Regions from separate parts of the Mus musculus genome. Here region 2 is linked to region 1. The links are chromatin contacts, called in public Hi-C maps. All regions are on one chromosome and are shown on one strand. The core of a region is the stretch at or near the end of the contact, and the rest is flanking DNA. Distances in the headings are between cores, read along the strand shown. Region 1 holds the start of Cpz (carboxypeptidase Z). Region 2 overlaps Trmt44 (tRNA methyltransferase 44).

Region 1 (5,697 bases), core at 1,432-3,931:
CATCCAGCATCATCAGGGGCCAGGGAGTGACACACCCCACCTGTGTGCTCCTACTCCCTGCTGTGTCCATCACTTTAAGGCAGTGGAGAGTGCCCAGGCTGGCCAAGCTTGGGGGAGGGGAAGGGGTGTCCATTCATAGCTGGGAGGACAGTGGCTATGCTCCTGTGGAGCCTCTCTTCCTGCTCCAGGCTTTGAGGCTTGTGTAGACACCCTCGAGCTTCCCCTGCTGGTCACCTAGCTCAATCCTGGCCGTGCAGAAGCTGCTCTGTCCTGAGGCCTCTGTTGTGCCTGGCTGCCTGCTCTGGTCTAGAGCTTCAGTCAGATGGAGAGGATGCAGTCCCTTCTCCATTGGGAAAGTGTAACCCTGTCTGTGTCTTCCTCTTGAAGAATAGCTTAATAGGGGGACTGCATTGTCTTGGCTGATGAGCCAGAGGTTGGGTTAGAAGGGAGATCTTGGTGCCAGGACATCTGGGGTCTGGAGGGTGATGATGGTAGCTCTGTGGAGCCTATTTTATCAAGTCGGAAGGGCTGTGGTCTCTAAGCTGCATGGGTTCCTATGTACTGCTGAGGATGAAGACCAAGCCCCCACCGAGGGCTGCACAGCCAGGTCCCACAGCTGCATGCTTTTGTGCGTGAGACTCAAACCTGCTGGCAGAAGGGGATAGCAGCAGACCCGCAGTTCCCACAGCCTGCCCACTGCCAGCTGGACTCAGAGATGAGGGCCTTAGCCAGGAGCCCCTCCAAAGGGAAGGTCAAAGGTAGGAGCTTGGGAGGCTAGTGGGCAGACATAAGTTGCCGCAGACCCTCAGGGTCCCTTTGTCTGCGTGGAATGGGTCTCTGGGCAAAGCATCGGTAGAGTGACAGACAGACCAACATGAGAGATTGTGTAGAATCTGAATGTATTCTCACAAAGTGAACATCAGTCTTATATAGTACAGAAAATACAAGGGGTCAGAAGTCACAGCAGGCAAGGTACATTGAAGTTACCTGATACAAAACAAAGGAATGACTACAAAGGGACTTACAGGAACCAGGTAAATGTTTACAGTAAAGATAAAGCAGTCCTGCCTAGGGTCGCTTAGTGACAGGTAAGGATTTCACATTCTAGTGTTATACCTTTGAACCTTGTGAAGGCTAGCACCAGGGGGTACTGCTCTTGGCAGACCTCAAGAATAATGCAATATCACAACCCCCCTAATTCCTAGGCCTTGCTAAATTCTTATATGAGTGTAACTTTTAAGTAACTGGAGAATCTTCATTTGTCAGGAGAATTCACCAACTTGCTTCTAATATGCAATGTAGCCTGTACTAAAGATTTCTATCTCAGTGGGATTCCCTGGCTCTTTTATGGTTAAAAGAGAACTCATAGTTCCATACACCAGACTAACGCGGGAATAGAGTATGAGTATGTGGGTAAATGATAACACCAAAACTCCAGGAGGTGAGTTTCTATGAAACTCTTTGCCTCATGAGTGGCTTTAGGCTTCTCAGCCTGTCAAGCGGACTGGACTGGAGGGTGTGACAATAAGTGCCCTTGCAAGGGAAAAGCTGAGCTGAGGTGGGTATGGCCCTGCTACCTTGAAGGGCTCTGACTTGAAGAGCTATGGAAGTGGACTGTGCACCCTGTGAGTAGGAGGATCTCATTCAGTGACAGACTATAACCTTTCACCCAAGGCTAAGTGGCTTGTCCACAGCCTCCAGCTATCCAGGACAGTTGATAAAGGATGCCCATGAAGGCATATGGCCCCAAATGTCATCTGGGCCAAATACTTCTACTAAGTGCTACCTTGGTGTCCCACAGGTATTGTCCCCAAGCTTGTGACATGTGCACACTGACTGGACCATAGCAGTGGGGCAGTGAGAAGGGGCTGGCAGGCAGATTTGCACAGAGCTAGACATCTGTGTCAGGGTCTGTCCTGCACCAAATGGTAAGGCCTAGAAGGAGAGCACACAGAGCTCCTGGCCATCTTTCCTTGGGTGCTGGCAGCCTTAGCGATCTACCCAGTGAGTTCTAAGTGGGGGAAGGCGAGGGCTGGGGACCAGCTGTATAGGAGTCTCTAGAGTTTGGTCACCAGTGGGCTGTTGCCTCCCCACCTCATGACATTGCCTTCAGGCCACCTTCTGGGGTAGATGCACAATCCTTCAGGAAGGTCCTCTGAGCTAGGTCCCTGCTGGGTCCTGCAAGTGGTGGAATCAAAGTTCGGGGGACTTTTCTGGAACACAGCCCCACACAGAGGATCAGAGCACTGACAGCATCAAGGCAGGGGTGCGATGGTACCAGCACCTTGGCTCCACACGCAGCTTCCCTGGGAGAGAATCCACACAGGGGACAGGCATGAGAGACCCAGTCAACCTCATTTAGCTGGCTCTGACCAAGGCCTGGCTCACTTCCAGCTGGGGTCAGCTCTGGGCCAGGACCCATCTCTACTTCTGATGCTGTCTCCACCCGCCCACAAATCAAAGTCTTTAGGCCAAATCAGCAAGCATTTGACGACTAGCTCCCCAGAGCCTCCCATAAGAGGGCAAGTCCCTTTCTTTAGGAGGCGGAGTTCCTGGAGGGTTAGGGGGCAGGTTGGCTTTTATCTGCCTTTCCTCCTCCTCCCCGTTAGAATCCCTTCTCCAGTGTCTGGCGCTGCCGGTTGTAACCCGACTCCTGAGCCCGCTCCTCACCCCTCCCCCCCTCCTCAGCCGAAGGGCCCAGCAGCGCCTCTCGCGCTCCCCGAGTGCCACATCACTGCGCCCTCCCGCGCATCCGTGCATCTGTGCCCACCATGCCGACAATGCCGCTGCTGCTGGCCGCGCTGGCTGCGCTGGCCGTGCTGGCCCTTGCCGCGCGCCCCAGCCCCAGCTGCTCGCCTGGACCCGACCCCTCCGGTAGGGTCCCAGCCGCCCCTGTGGGTAGATTTAGATACCCCTTTCTCCAGCCACCTGGGAACTTTTCTCTCCTTGTAGGTCGCATTCTGTCACCTGGGTAGAATATCCTGAAGGTGCCACATTGAGACCTTAGCCAGTACAGAAAACTTTGCTGGGGCACTGAGCTGTCTCAGCATCTGAGCCAGAGACCCCGGGGGAGACGGTTCGGCTGCAGGCATCCAGCACCGCCACGGCAGAGCAGGCACCTGGCCTGGTGGGATCCGAAAGTAGGTCAGAGTGAGCAGGTGCCAGGACTTCAGGACAAGGCGGTCTGAGTCCCCTGTCCTTCCAGGAATGGGTAGGTGCTGGCCACAGCAGACTCCTGACTTCAAAACTCCTGGCTGCAATGAGGATAACTTTTTATTTCCGGAAGTAGCCCTGAGAAGGGTGGAATGTTTCGGCAGGGATAGGACAGGGAGAAGGAGGGACACCCAGGGATCACAACGGAGGGTCCTGAGGATGGGTTTGGAGTTCTGGACTCCGTTCTGGTGCCTCTGCCCCTCCAGAAGTTGGGCTCCAGTTTCCCTCTTATTTGGTTGGGGATACATTTAGTTCACATCCTTTATGTCTTTATCAACAACAGCCACCTGAGTCTAGTCGGAGCCCCTAGGGTCTTTGGAGCCCATGGTATCAGCTGTAGAATTTTAAGAGCTAAGATTTGTGGTCACCTGAGAGGCTGTCTGCTCCAGCTACACAATGCCTCTTTTCTTTGCCCTCAGCCTGGGGCTTCCTCCCTACCCTTGGCCTCCCCCAGCCCTCTATCCATCCTCCTGTAGGATAGACAAGTAAAATACAGGTCAGTGGGCAAGTGTGTACATGTGCAAGCATGTTTGGGCCTGTGTGCAGAGCATGGCTGTGGAGCGCTGCTAGAACTTTCAGTGGAGGGCCTTTCTCTGAACCTTTGGTATCCCAGAAAATGCATAGATTCAAAACCTGCTACAGGAAGCCTTTCCTGGCCTGCTCCGCACCAGGAGTACTAGCCCCAGCCCAAGGCTGCCTTACAGACACCCATTTCCTCACTGAGACAGGACACGCAGGTGAGCTCTGTCCCTGCCTGGGCTGAGAACCACGACACATCAGGGAATATTTCTGGAGGGAGGGACAACTTTGGGTCCAGTCTTCCTCTATAGGCACATGCATGGAAGTTTAGAAGGCTTTCAGATCTGGAAATTTCTGGGTCAGCCCGGCAACTTCCACCCAGGCTGCACGTCTAAAGGTGGCCACACACCCCACCTTCTCCCTATCTCTATGTCCCAGGGGCTTGGAGCAAGCCTGGTGGACACCTCTCAGCTCAGTCGTTTCACTGATGGAGGACTCTTCATTGAGCCTGAGTCTGGGTTCACAGCCTGAGTCCTTTACTCTGCCGTGATTGGGGGCAGGCATCCTGCTCTATCCCAGGGCGCTCTGACCACTCTGCCGGGCAGTTGAAAAGGGAATGCTGGACTAAGAGCAGCTTCTGTCCCTGCCTTGAAGAAATGCTGCCACCTTGTGGGTGATGTTGGTAAGCCATGTGGACCGCTAAGAAGGAAAGAGAATAATAATGTAAAAAAATCCAATTATCTGAAAGATTACCTCAATATTTCCTCATTGGCATACAATTATGACTGGAATATGATCTAGGTTGCTTTCTATTGCTGTTGTAAGTCACCTCAACCAAAAGCAACTTGGGGTCTGTTTGGCTTACACCTCCTGAGGGACATTAAGGCAGAAACCTAGAGTCAGGAGCTGATGCAGAGACCACAGAGGCATGCTGCTTACTGGCTGGCTTCCCATGGCTTCCTTAGCTTATTGCTTACACACGCCAGGCCCACTCGCCTAGGGTGGCACCGTCCCCAGTTGCCAAACCCTCCACATCAATCATTGACTAAGAAAATCGTCACATTGCCTACGGGCAATCTGATGGGGGCCATCCCTCCCTCAGTTGAGGTTCTCTCTCCCCAGCTTGGGTAAACTTGATCAACAAAACAAAACATGATATCACAGAACAAGTCGCCTTCTTTTAAAACCACTAAGTCTGAATTTTATTGTGGATCTTTCCACTTACAGTGGCGGCTGGTTTCTACTTTCTGGTCTTGGGCCCTGGACACCCACATTCAGTGTGTGGCTATCAGACAGGATGGAGTGGCTTTAGAGTCTGCAGCAGGCTCTATATATTCTAAGGAGCTGTAGGTTCAGGCATCTGGAGTTTTTCAGGATGTGTTGTGGGCGGCAGGAGGTGAGCGGGCAGTGGTGATGAGCCACAGTGTCTATGGCTATGACACAACGATGGCAAGATGGAGCGCCTTTGAGTAAGTAGCTCCATCCTTTGCTCTGTGCATGAACATCAAAGGCCTGGAGAGACTCGCCCAGCTGGGGGAGGTGCTGTTTCATTCTTTAGATGGCTGTGTAATCCCTTAGGCACATGGCCTTACTCTGGGTCCCTCCTCTGTCCCACTTCAACTTTACCATAACCAGAAGAGATCTCAAATTCTGAGCTGCTAATGGATCTCCCTTAGGGATAGGGTCTTTGATGCTGACCTATACCTGATGGTGAGCACTTTTAGAGGTAAAGTGGGGTACCAGGCACAGATTGGAGCGAGGCAGTCATAAGTCACGGACACTAGGAGACTTTGGAGCTAGACAAGGCAAGGAGTCCTCTGTGGCCCCTTAGCAGTTGCACGCTGGTCACACTTGGCTCTGACTGCAGCATCCAGAGCTTTGGTGGGGTGAATTTCCACTGCTGTAACCCACTTAATCTGGGGTGTTTTGTCATGGCAGCTCTAGCAGACGGGTCTGCCATCTTTG
Region 2 (5,722 bases), core at 1,339-3,838, 34 kb before region 1:
TTTAGTCTAAGGATGGAGAATGGAGTATGACAATGTCTACCCACAGGCCTGGAGTATAGAGACAGCACTGTAAATTCATGAGTGTGTAGAAATAGCACAGGGCGAGAAGAGCTGCAGGAGCCAAGTCCTCTTACCAGCTCTCTCCACAGGCCACTCCTACTTCATGGGGGGGGGGTTGTGTCTCTCCTAAAAGTATGCCCCATGTCTTAGTTATGGCTCTGATAAACACCATAACCAAAAATAACTTGGGGAGTATCTTAGTTAGGATTTTAATGCTGTGAACAGACACCATGACTAAGGCAACTCTTATAAGGATGACATTTAATTGGGGCTGGATTACAGGTTCAGAGGTTCAGTCCGTATCATCAAAGTGAGAGCATGGCAGCATCCAAGCAGGCATGGTGCAGGAGGAGCTGAGAGTTCTGCATCTTCATCTGAAGATGGCTAGGAGAAGACTGGCTTCCAGGCAGCTAGGATAAGGGTCTTAAGGCACATGCCCACAATGATACACTTCTTCCAACAAGACCACACTTACTCCAACAAGGCCAGACCTCCTAGTACCAGTCACTCCTTGGACCAATCAAACCACTACAGGGATGAAAGAGTGTATTTGGCTTACAAATCACAGTCCATTGAGGAAAGTCAATCAATATAGGATCTCAAACCAGTGAGAACCTGGAGGCAGTAGTTGATGCAAAGTCTGTGGAAAGGGTGCTGCTTACTGGCTTGCTCTCCATGGCTTGCTCAGCCTGCTTTCTTGTAGAACCCAGGACCACCAACCCAGGAATGGTTCTACCCACATCACTAGTTAAGAAAATGCCCTACAGGCTTGCCTGCAGCCCAGTCTTCTAGAGGCATTTACTCAGTTGAGGTTGCTTCCTCTAATGACTATAGCTTATGTCAGGTTGACATAGAACCTGGAAGTGAGGAGGCCCAGGAGAGGAGAGGAACCTGGAAGTGAGGAGGCCCAGGAGAGGAGAGGAACCTGGAAGTGAGGAGGCCCAGGAGAGGAGAGGAACCTGGAAGTGAGGAGGCCCAGGAGAGGAGAGGAACCTGGAAGTGAGGAGGCCCAGGAGAGGAGAGGAACCTGGAAGTGAGGAGGCCCAGGAGAGGAGAGGAACCTGGAAGTGAGGAGGCCCAGGAGAGGAGAAGAACCTGGAAGTGAGGAGGCCCAGGAGAGTTTTCGTCAGTGGGGTGGTGTGTCTGGGTTGGGTACCAGACTGCTGCAGTACCCAGAGAACTGTGCCTTCTATGACTAGCACAGACGGTTGGTACCCAGGTGGCCTGGGAAGGAGCAGCCTGGTTACGGTGTCTCTGCTTCTGGGACCTGTGGCACACTGGCCCAAGGTCCCTGTCAAGTGTCTCAGACTGCAGTGTTGAGCTCCATGGATCTAGGTGATGGTATGAGCTGCTCTCAGCCCAACACTGGTTCTCGTTCCCCTGTGGGCACCATCCGAGGCTGAGAGGCCAGCCTAGTGCACCTCATCCTAACAGCCTGGGACTTGGAGTCAGGTTGGGGATCAGTCTTAATCCACAAAGGGCCACTCACTGATGATGATGGAGGGACACAGGTGTTGGAAAAGTTGGTCCAATCTCACCCCACAGACCTTAGGCCCAAGGATGAGAGGACCCCATGTTCCTCTTCCATGAGGTGTGTGCTGCCTCATATGTTTGAGCATAGATGTGTGCTGTCCCATGTACAATGTATTTGAACATGTATGTACTCATTGCCTGTGTGTGTACACATGGGAACATGGGTGTCAGGCGCTCTCATGTGAGGGCATGGCTGTAGGAGTCTACACAGCTGCCCTTGGGTGGTCCAATTGTCCTTGAGAAGTTGAATATGGTTCTGTCCTACTACCTGGCCCTCACTTGGTTGAATGCTGCTTGTAGTAGGTGCAGAAATGGCCTACCATGCCCCTGGAGGCACTGCTGAAACCATGAGCCGCACACCAGACGGCCAGGTGAACCACTCAGTGCCCAAGGTCTATGCCTACTTAGAAAGCTTTAATCAGTTAACACACTACAGCCTGAGGCACCTCGCGTTTTCTTTGACTTTATGAAGGATGGTCTCTCCTGTCTTGTGTGAATATGCGTGTATGGGGTTAACCACTTTTCTGTGCGGTTTGCTGGTGGGGGGCAGTTATTTTTGAAATCATTTCTGAGTAGAAGGCTAGGGATCCAGCGTCACGTGAACACTCTTTGCAGTCATGCAGAAAATATGTGCTAAAGCTGGGGCTTATCTCTGGCTGCTGTGCTGTTTTGGTTTAAGCTAATGTGGCTCTGGCAGGAAGCTAGGCTTTCAGATGGCTTAAGGTCGGCTCACGTGCATAGTGTCCACGCCATATCAGAACTGACCCTATCTTGGCTCTGCCCCTTCCAGGGGCCTTCATGGTTGTTTCTTCCTATCTGCTGCTGAAGTGGCCTCTTCATCTAGAGGACTTAGGCATAGCTTAGAGGAATTGGTGACTTACCATGGTCACCGGTGGGTTTGACAGTCCAGGCCAGAAGAAACCCTAGTGCTGGTACTCCAGAAGACAGAGTACCTCGGTGTTCTTTCTGTTCCCTGTTCTCAGCATGTGCTAATGAGAGCTGTTGTGGAGCAGCTGCTGAGTGGAGCCTTCTTTGCTGCTTTGCAGTCCAGCAGAAGGCAAGAGTTGGGGGTTGAGAAGGCAACAAATGTGTTCCTATGATTCCATTGTAAATTAGTAGCACATTTCCCAGAGGAGAGCTGTTGGTGGTCTGACTTGGATGGATGGCATGTGCCTTGGAGGGCCACCCCTCTTGGTGCCTGGCACCATCTTTCCAGAGTGAGGGCTGTGCGGCTGACAGGAAGTGGCCTGGCATCCTGGTATAAGCTGGGCACATTAGCATGCTGTGCATACTAGACACCTCGCTGCTTCCTCTGCAGGCTTCTTCTGCTCTTAGTGCTCCCATTTGGACTTTATACTTACTGACTGGTCTGACCAGGTGACCCAGCATGTGGCTAGACACGCTATTAGTTCACAAGCATCCAGGGAGGCTCTCCTGCTGGCCACCATGTCCATAGGGAAGGCCCAAGCCAGCATTGAGGGCAGGCTTCAAGTCTACTGTTGACCTCAGATTGCTCAAACATGTCAGAACTTCCTGCAGGGACAGAGACTTCTGGCCACTCACAGACAAGTGTCCTGATGCTTCAGGAAGATGCCCTTGAGGCTCCTCTGGGCACAGTTTAGAGAGTTCTGTCACAGTGACAGTCCTTTGCTGTGGTGGGAGGTTCTGCTTTGAGAAATTTCTTTCTAAGTGTCCTGAAGTGACCCTAACCTGGGCTTTAGTTCAGGAAAGACAAACCTCAGCCGAAGGGAGCTAGTTGCATGTGGTGTCACTTGACTGTGGGGGCTTCAAGCCATCCCTGACAACAAACCCCTCCTCATGCCCTGTGCCTTAGGGTCCTCTCAGGACGCACCGCTCAGGTTTCCAAGGGAAATATTGACTTCTGGCAGCAGCCAGGCTCCCTGAGGCCATAGCACAGGGGATCCCAGAGCTGACAGGAAGCTGCATTCACACACACACACTCGGTCAGTTCTGGAAGTCGGGGAGCCAGACTTCCTCAATGAGGCACCGTTATTCCTCCCGCCACCCTGGCTACAGGTAGTTTTACAGGACTGGGGAGGACTGGAAGGTTTGCTTGCTTTGGCTGAGTTTCACACAGAGCTGTTGGCTCCTCAAAATGAAGTGACAAAGCTCAGCAGGCCACTGTGGCTATTCCTGACTACTATACACTGTGCATCCAGGTCCCCTGAGGCAGGACTCTCCACAAGGTGGCGTTTGTCAATCCCTGTATACTAATGACACTCAAGCTAAAGTCTTAGGCTTTGTCTCTTTGTTCTAAACCTCAGTTCTGAATGGGCGCGTTCACATCCGTGACTGGCGGCAGGAGCTGCAGAGGGGAAAGCCTCCAGAAGCCAAGCAGAACCTGTCTGCAGCAGTGTTCAAGACTCGGATCTGCTGGTTCTTCGCCCACCATCCTGATGGCTGCGTACTGCCTGCTGCCCAATGCCCCTTTGCCCATGGGCCCGAAGAGCTGCGCCTGTCACAGACCTTGAAGAAGCAGAGGCAGGCTCCCTGAGTCACCTCTTCAGTGTTCTCTAGCTGTTGGTTTCCCTTGTCCTGATGACTTCACGCTGGGGCTGGGTTGGCTTCAGTATGAGCTGTTGGTGTGCACAGCCACTGTCAGTCACTGGGACGTGTCTGCAGGCAGTGGAGCCTGCTCAGCCCTTTATGACTGCTCTGGTGCCAGAGCTATCATGTCAGCCTCTGCAGATCTGACCTTCTCATTCTTGGGGCTGTGTGCCCCAGGTCTCCTCTGCAGAGAAGCTCTCTGCAGCATGGTCACAGGATCGCTGCAAGCAGAGGCACAGGGCTTTCTGAAGTCATTATCAGAGTCCTACAGAGAACAGCTTCCAGAGTCACTCCCAGCCACCCGGTGTTCGAGGCATGACTGTGAACATTGTCTCCACCTGATCCTTCTCTTTAGAACCTTCTCCCCAGGGCTATTGGACAGTTTTTCCTTTCAGGAAAAATCATTTCCATTTAAATTTGTTTTCAGTCTTACACAAAAAGGAGCACTCACTACATCTGAGCTAAATGTCCTGGGATCAGTCTTTGAAACCCCACGGGGTAGAAGTACTTCTGATGACCAATCTGGTGTCATCTGAGTAGTGAGAATAAAGTTAGTTATTCTGAAGAGCCAAGGGCTTCACAGCATCCCAGAGCAGGGTGGCCAGCATGGGTCTCAGGCCCAGCTGCTGAGAACTACAGCTTGCTCCCACCTCTTCCCTAGACACTTTAGTAGTCCCAGCTCCCAGAGCAGTGATGACAGTCTGCCCCAGGCAGTGCTGTCACCAGTCTCGGATGGACTATGCCTATAATTGCCTTTTCTCCCATGTCCATAGGGGCCTAGAAGCTGTAGAGCCCTTTCGCAGCCTGGCCTCCTGTCTGAGAGGCAGGGTTTGGTCTCGGGCCCCGTAGGTGCCTGGAAATCTAATGGTTCCCAGGAATTTCATGAGGCAAGGTTCCCAGAGGTGTTGGGTCTGGCTTCAGATTTTTCTGGAGACCCATGTTAAGACAGCTAAACCGAGAGGTGGGACAGTCTTAGGTTCCCACCTTTTCCAGGTCACAAAGCTGAAGCCGGGGTTGCTCTGGGAGAAGACACCACAGAAGTGCCTTCAAGATGAGCTGAGGGCTCCCTCCCTCGCCTGCGCAGGGCCTGCATTCAGTGAGGATAGCTTCCAGAGCCCCTGCATGAGTGTGCAGGATTAGGGAAGTGCTCGTGGGGGGTGGTCATGCCTATCTCTCTGCTGCATTGCTGTTCTGTTAAACCAGGTCCTACCATGTGAGTAATGAGATCAGAGGAGCAAGAGAGCTCAGAGCTGAAGGACTGTGCTAACTCACTGCCGTGATGGCTGACTGCTGAGCACCATCCCAGGCTTGCTCGACCTGCAAACACGCTTGTTCAGGAACTGGAGCATGGCCACCTTGGCCATTTGGTTTCTGAGTCTTCAAATGGTTGTGGCCCACACGGTTAGAGCTCAGGGTTGCTGGTGAGAACTGCTGTGAGTTCCAGAGCACTTACAAGGTAAGGGCCCTGGCAGCTTCCCTGCTTTGGGTGGTGGTTTCTTTTTTCTTTTCTTTTTTTTTGTGAGAGATGTACATATTTTAATATATATAAAGCTAAGAAAAG

The links. Hi-C and Micro-C count contacts between places; a contact is called where the count stands out from the background.
Region 2: a contact with region 1 is called in a Hi-C map of the HPC-7 cell line, with 6 times the contacts expected there. The contact joins the enhancer-like site here to the promoter of Cpz in region 1. A contact is called at or near these places in 14 of 39 promoter capture datasets (the 3T3-L1 cell line, 3T3-L1-derived adipocytes, the HPC-7 cell line and 10 more), 5 of 15 datasets of contacts at CTCF or cohesin (the G1E-ER4 cell line, the NIH/3T3 cell line, embryonic stem cells and 1 more), 110 of 484 Hi-C or Micro-C datasets (the 3T3-L1 cell line, 3T3-L1-derived adipocytes, the AML12 cell line and 59 more), 15 of 115 datasets of contacts at active chromatin or transcription factors (the HPC-7 cell line, astrocytes, cardiomyocytes and 8 more) and 4 of 9 other capture datasets (adipose tissue, embryonic stem cells, embryonic tail and 1 more).

Annotation. Positions count from the first base shown.
Region 1 is chr5:35,522,610-35,528,306 of GRCm38.p6, reverse strand. It overlaps Cpz (carboxypeptidase Z), which reads left to right and starts at 2,681. Exons shown (of 11, transcript NM_153107.2): 1 at 2,681-2,874. The coding sequence starts at 2,772.
Region 2 is chr5:35,556,212-35,561,933 of GRCm38.p6, reverse strand. It overlaps Trmt44 (tRNA methyltransferase 44), which reads left to right. Exons shown (of 11, transcript NM_030208.3): 11 at 3,879-5,722. The coding sequence ends at 4,108. It also overlaps the pseudogene Plk-ps1. Among named protein-coding and RNA genes, the nearest start is that of Trmt44, 16 kb to the left of the region's middle. Within about 2 kb of position 2,588, at least 37 of the 459 cell types and tissues checked have an H3K27ac peak or open chromatin away from gene starts, as enhancers often do. A contact at or near this core is called in the G1E-ER4 cell line, the HPC-7 cell line, beige adipocytes and 5 more, where this site is marked.